Regions from separate parts of the Callithrix jacchus genome. Here region 1 is linked to region 2. Evidence: chromatin contacts called from public Hi-C data. All regions are on one chromosome and are shown on one strand. The core of a region is the stretch at or near the end of the contact, and the rest is flanking DNA. Distances in the headings are between cores, read along the strand shown.

Evidence for each region. A called contact is a pair of places that touch in the nucleus more often than the background predicts.
Region 1: a contact with region 2 is called in a Hi-C map of induced pluripotent stem cells, with 2.0 times the contacts expected there. The contact joins the promoter of HORMAD2 here to the enhancer-like site in region 2. A contact is called at or near these places in 3 of 3 Hi-C or Micro-C datasets (induced pluripotent stem cells and skeletal muscle).

Annotation. Positions count from the first base shown.
Region 1 is chr1:200,678,136-200,681,592 of calJac240_pri, forward strand. HORMAD2 (HORMA domain containing 2) reads left to right here and starts at 1,507. Exons shown (of 11, transcript XM_054239940.2): 1 at 1,507-1,740. It overlaps LOC128928810 (a long non-coding RNA gene), which reads right to left and starts at 1,775. Exons shown (of 7, transcript XR_013522341.1): 1 at 1,585-1,775.
Region 2 is chr1:200,239,952-200,243,157 of calJac240_pri, forward strand. NF2 (NF2, moesin-ezrin-radixin like (MERLIN) tumor suppressor) reads left to right here. Exons shown (of 14, transcript XM_078337775.1): 3 at 12-95. Among named protein-coding and RNA genes, the nearest start is that of NF2, 48 kb to the left of the region's middle. Within about 2 kb of position 1,775, at least 4 of the 16 cell types and tissues checked have an H3K27ac peak or open chromatin away from gene starts, as enhancers often do.

The sequences.
Region 1 (3,457 bases), core at 257-2,756, 440 kb after region 2:
AGAATCGCTTGAGCATGGGAGGTAGAGGTTGCAGTAACCCGCACTCCAGCCTGGGTAACACAGCAAGACTCTGTCTCAAAAAAAAAAAGAAAAAAAAGAAAAAGAAACCTAGATTGAGAGAAATTCTATGAAAGAAACAGAGTAACAAATAACTGTTTGCTGGTGGCTGACTCCCATTAGTATAGGGCAGAGAGGGGAAAGTCTTTGGATATGGTGGTAGTTGACTGAGCTCAGACCTGAAGACAGGAAGAAAATTGGAACAGCCAGCAAAGAGGGCTTAGTGATCCAGCCAGAAAGGCTGGTAAATGCGGAGGCTGAGAAGGGCTGGTACAGACAAACCATCTGTGTCATTGGAGCTTAAAAAGCAGTTACTTCCTGAAAGTATAGGGTGAATGCAGTAGTTTTCAACAGAGGGCAATTTTGCAACCCCCCCCATGGGACATTTGGCAAAGTCTAGAGACATTTTTGTTGTTATGATGGTGGGGGGGGGGGTTGAGAAAACTTGCACTAAAGAAATATTTCAGCCCAAATTTCAGTTTTAGTCATTATGTTCTAAGCTCATGTTCTTGCCAGCTTGAATCGTTTTTTTACCCTTGCTGCAGAAACAAAATAAGAGCAGGTTTTAAGTGGCTCACTCTAGCATCTACTCTCTTGGGAAATCCCATTGGGGAGGTTCATGGGACTCCAGGAACCTTTGGAAAACTCCACAGGATACGAAATAACCTAAACAGGTGGGAAAGGATCCAAGGAGCCACACCCCCAACTACTCCTAGTTACCAGGGCAGAAAAGACGGAGATTAGGAGTAGAGCACAAAGGAGAACATATTCATGTTTTATTTGCATAATTTGCCTAATTACAAATTAATGTTACAAAGAATACAAAGGCAGGTCCAGGGTAGAGTGAGGAGGTTGCGGATGCCCTCAAGTATTGGAAAGCTCTGGCCTTCTGTCTTTTTCCTTTCTTTTCTTTTTTTCTATTCTTGAGACAGGGTCTCCCTCTGTCGCCCAGGCTGGAGTGCAATGGCGCCATCGCCGCTCACTACAACCTCAAACTCCCGGGCTCAAGCCACCTTCCCACTTCAGTCTCTCTAGTAGCTGGAACTACAGGCGCGCGCCATGATGGCCCAACTAATTTCTGTACTTGTAAAAAATTGAGACAGAGTCCCGCTCTGTCACCCAGGCTGGAGTGCAGTGGCACCAACTTGGCTCACTGCAACCTCCGCCTCCCGGATTCAAGCGATTCTCCTGCCTCAGCCTCCCAAGTAGCTGGGACTACAGGCGCGCGCCACCACGCCCGGCTAAATTTTGTATTTTTAGTAGAGACGGGGGTTTCGCCATGTTGGCCAGGCTGGTCTCCAACTCCTGACCTCAAGTGATTCGCCCACCTCAGCCTCCCAAAGTGCTGGGATCCCAGGCGGCACCAACGCGCCGCGCTCCTCGGGCCTTCTTCTAACTCGGCTCCCTGGGCCCCAGAGGCTTTCGCTCCCCTCCCCCACGCCGCCCCGCGCCGGCCTCAGGTCTCTCTGGGACCCGCCGGCCTGGCGTCCTGGCCCGCCCGAGCCCCACGGTCCCTCGGGTCCTAACCTTGGCGGGCAGGCGCCTCCTCAGGAAGCTCTGGAGCAGGCTATCGCTGTACAGGTGGCCCAGGAGGGCGGCCGCCGACCGATAGCCGCATCAGGTCCTCGTGCAGCCCCCTCCTGAGAGGCTGCAGCTGAGGGGCCCGGCGGGCCAGCGGGGCAGGTTAGCTGCCGCTTGCCCCTGCTTTGCATATTCATGAAGTCTAGCAAGGCCGGTCGCCCTGGCGAGCCAGGGCCGGGTCATGAATTATTTATGAGGAAGCCTCTGGTCCCGCCCAGAAAGTCCTCGTTGACTATTCATGAGGCGAGGCGCGGGTTTGGGCCGGAAAAGGCCGTTGACTGCAGGTGGGAGGGAGGCGTCGACAAGCTGAGGTGAGGGCGGTTCTGACGCGAGGTCTCCGGCCGGAGAGGGCATTTGTGCGTTGTTAGTTCTGTCTTTATGTTAAACTTTTTTTTTTCTTTTCTTATTGCTTAAGGCTTTAAGTTAGATTTGAAAGTATTTTTCGTGGGGGCCAAAGGTACTGTGAAGAGAAGCGGGAGGGCAGAAGGCTGAGGAGGAAGGCAAAATTGAGGCGATTTCCCCAGAACCGGACAGAGAGCACCCAAGTAGCTTTGAAATTCAGATTGTTTAGGCCGGGCACGTTGGCTCATGCTTGTAATCCCAGCACTTTGGGATGCTGAGGCAGGCGGATCACGAGGTCAGGAGTTCAAGACCAGTCTGGCCAACATGGTGAAATTCTGTCTCTACTAAAAATACAAAAATTAGCCGGGCCTGGTGGCTGGTGCCTGTAATCCCACCTACTGGGGAGGCTGAGGCAGGAGAATTGCTTGAACCAGGACCTGGAAGGCAGAGGTTGCAGTGAGCCGAGATCGCACCACAGTACTCCGTCCTGGGTTACAAAATGAGACTCTGTCTCAAAAAAAAAAAAAAAAAATCAGATTTTTCTGGACATGAAATCATCAAACTTGCTGAGGAAGCAGCAGCCATAATGGGCCATAATGAGCCATGATGAGGCTGATGGGGCAGATGAAGTCTATGCCCTGCATTGGAGGGGGCCTTGTGTGGTGGAGCTTTTGGGTTTTATCTTACCTGGGTCTGATTCTCCCCAGCTATTGAGGTTTTTCTGCCAGGATCAATACCTGGTACAGGCCAAGAGGTGAGAGAGGTGGGGACGAGCCACCCCACCCACCTTGACCTCAGTTCCCCTTTCAATTTAGTGAGGATTTGCCAATTAATCTCTGTGGACTTCAGTTCTCTAAACAGTTCAGAGGGTGAGAGTGTCTTGAACCTCAAGATTAGCCAATCACCAAAATATTTCCCAGTGCGCAGAGCACTGGACAGGCTGTGCAGTACATCGTGTACTCAGCTGGTAGAAATGAGGGGTGGTTCTGGCCCTAAAGGGGTTTTTAATCTCATCAGGATCATAATCTAATTTCTCCTCCATTGGATCATCAATCTGTTGAGGTAGGAACAGTATTTTACATCTTGTAATCCTGCACATTGCCTGGCACATCGTAGTTGCCTCGTAGATGTTGAATGAATGAATTGAAATAGCATGAAAATGATATTAACAAGTCAAAAAAGCATGAACAAATACTCAATTAATATAGTGGAAACCATTTACTCTGAATGAACACAGGTAGGGGAATTACCAGGGCCAAATGGAATTTGTTAAAATGGTGAATAATTTATTGAAGCAAGCTCTGTTGGAAGGTCTAAGTAACTGGGTGGACTTTAGCAAACCAAGTTCCCTCGCTTAGCCTCACCTTCCTTTATAGTTTTATGTTTAGGTTTAAATCCATGATCCATTTTGCATTAATATTTGTATACAGTGTGAGATTTAGGTAAAGGTTCTTTTCGTTCTCTCTTCTTCTTTTTC
Region 2 (3,206 bases), core at 525-3,024:
GCTCCTTTCAGGTAAAGAAGCAGATTTTAGATGAAAAGATCTACTGCCCTCCTGAGGCTTCTGTGCTCCTGGCTTCTTACGCCGTCCAGGCCAAGGTAGGCTCAAAGAAGAGAAATGTATTCTTCCTGGGGGTTAATTTAGGTCATGGGATCACTCCTATCTTCTCTTTCTTTGGGTTTTCTGTACTTCAGAGAGACTTGTCCCAGAAAGTGAGATGTTATGGTATTTGTGGACTTGGGAGAACCACTGTCGCTGTTCCAGTGTTTATATAATCGTGTGTGTGTGTGTGCGTGCGTGCGTGCGTGTGTGTGTATGTGTCCTGTGCACAAATTGTAAGTATCATTCTAGTTAATTAGAATTCATTCTAAGGAAATTTATTCAGACAGATGAATTTTCTATGTAATCTCATTATGCATATGTGGTTTATGACATTTACTGGACAAACCTTTTTTCTTTTTTTTTTAAACCATAAACTCAACCAGGTGGTACAACCTTTTTATTAGCCAGGAAAAATGAATTTATAGTCTCCAATATTAGCCAGACATGACCTTTTGGTCAGAAAGGCCCAGGTCCTCATCCAAACTAATTTGAGAACCAGCTACCCTGTGTGTGGACACTACACTATACCCTCAGAGAATGCGCTGTCTCATCTGCCCCTGCCTGATATGCTAGCTGTCCATGTGACTGAGCACTGTGGTGCTGTGGCCTACCGAGCCCAGTTGAGCTGTCTGGTTAGCTCAAAATCGTTTACTTCCGTTAAATCACTAGAGACCTTTTTTTTTTTAAAACAAGACCAATGAGAGGGTCAGCCAGGATGTTTCATGTCCCTCAGATTTCTTACTTCAGTCATATATCACCTTATCTTGGTTCCCCTGCTCCCTGCTTTTCACCAGAACACAAGATGTTGTCCCCAGAATTGGGACACTTTGATTACTTCTGTGATTTTATTTTATTTATTTTTTATTTCTATTCTTATAGAGACAAGGTCTCACTATGTTGCCCAGGCTGATCTCAAACTCCTGAGCTTAAGTGATCCTTCCCCTTCGACCTTCGAAAGTGCTGGTATGACAGGTGTGAGCCACGATGCCTGGTCTTGTGTGATTTTAAAACATAATCTTTTCACTTATTTTTCTTTTTAATTATAGGTGTTCATGAAGCCATTTCCCTATAAGGTCAGGAAAATTAATAAAATACTCAGCTTAATTTTGGGGTAGCTTAATGCAATTTCAGATCAAAGCTAGGAAGGAGCTGTGTCATTTGCAGGGTAAAAAGGGCTATACATGCTGGTCAGGCCAGTAGAGGCACCAGAGTCAATTTAATCATTTGATGGCTCATGTAACATTTGCTGAGTATTCACTAGGCCTGGGGTGGGAGGAACAGTGGGAGTTGTTAAGGGTCTCTTAGTTGCAGGCACTAAAGCAAGTATCTGCTCTCAGTGATTTGCCCAACATTCACAAAATCTTGGGTAAAGCTAAGGACAGAAGGGCAGAATTCATGGCTTTGGGATTGCATTTTGTGTGTCCAATATTCTACTTCCCTGAAAAGTGAGTAATTGAGAAAACAGAAAGAAAATGGGCCTTCATTCAACTAAAACATATGCTTCCTTTTATGCTTTGATCAAGAATTTTAGTAACAGGAAAAATATGTCCTTTCAATCAGTATCGCCCTCACAGTGATGAAGCGGTCACTGGCACTTTGATTAAATCCGAACACTTCCTGGTTTCTTTTCGCACGATTTCTCCCCGGTGAGGGGAGACCCAGGCTCTCAAGGACACTACCTCTCTTTGAAGGGCTTACATCTCAAAGGCTACATTTTCTTTCCATGGATTTTGGGCCACAAATTCAAAGGCCACCTGTAGAAAAAAAAATCACTTTTCAGGGAACCAGCAGATGTTTGCTTAAACAGATTTCACTGTAGGAAAGCCCTGCTAATTTGGATGCTACTAATTTAGAGATGAAAGTGATTCACAGACAACATATGTGGCTCACATGGAGGAGGATGTTCTAACTTTTTTCTGGTGTAAATTTTAAGGATCTTACAAATAAAGGTAATCTATGGCTTAAAGTCTTCGTTTGGGGAACTAAGGCTTACTCTGACATGCTTCCAGTTTCTAGGGCTGCTGGTTAATATTAAAAGGATATCTGATTAATTATTAATAAGATCTAGGCCGGGCACGGTGGCTCATGCCTGTAATCCCAGCACTTTGGGAGGCTGAGGCGGGTGGATCACGAGGTCAAGAGATTGAGACCATCCTGGTCAACATGGTGAAACCCCGTCTCTACCAAAAATACAAAAAAATTAGCTGGGCATGGTGGCACGTGCCTGTAATCCCAGCTACTCAGGAGGCTGAGGCAGGAGAATTGCCTGAACCCAGGAGGCGGAGGTTGTGGTGAGCCGAGATCGCACCATTGCACTCCAGCCTGGGTAACAAGAGCGAAAACTGTCTCAAAAAAAAAAAAAAAAAAATTATTAATAAGATCTTACATGCCCATAGTGTTTTATAGTTTAGCAAAGCAATACAAATGAATATTTTGTATGAAACTCAGTGTGATCTTTCCGGAAACTAAGGCTTGAGAGTATTATGCCTGTTTTGCAGATGAAGAATTTAAGGCTCAGAAAGGATTTGTGATTTGTCCAAACTCAGTACTTTTAGTTAAGTCTATTTTTGTGAAATTTATAGCCTCCTCCTCGATGGAGAGTATTTCAGGCCAAACAGAATGGGTAGAGCTGGGATGGGAGCCCTGGTGTCCAGGCTGCCTAAGTTAGCACATTGCCTTGCCTTTCACTGTCTGGCATGAGGGAACTCTTTGGGTAGCAAGCACTGCCTTTCACTAAAGGCTAATTTCCTTTATATGATCGTCTTTGTCTAAGTTTTTCATTAAGTTATACTGGTTCCTTCTGTTATATTTAACTTGTTTTCTTCCACAACCTTTCTGAAACAGAAAGGAACTTTAGAAGTGTGGAGGGGAAAGCAAATTGAGCTCATTAACACATGGAATGTAATTATGCACAAATGTATTCATTACAGTATTTCAGCTGTTGGAATGATGTAGACACAGTTAATTCGAAAGCATAAAGAAACAATTACCCTCAAAGTATAAATACAAATACTAATCACATGGTTCAGTTAACAAGAACCATATTTGAGTTATACTTGAATCAAAAGTTTAGATAGGGGCTGGGCTCAGTGGCTCACACCTGTAAT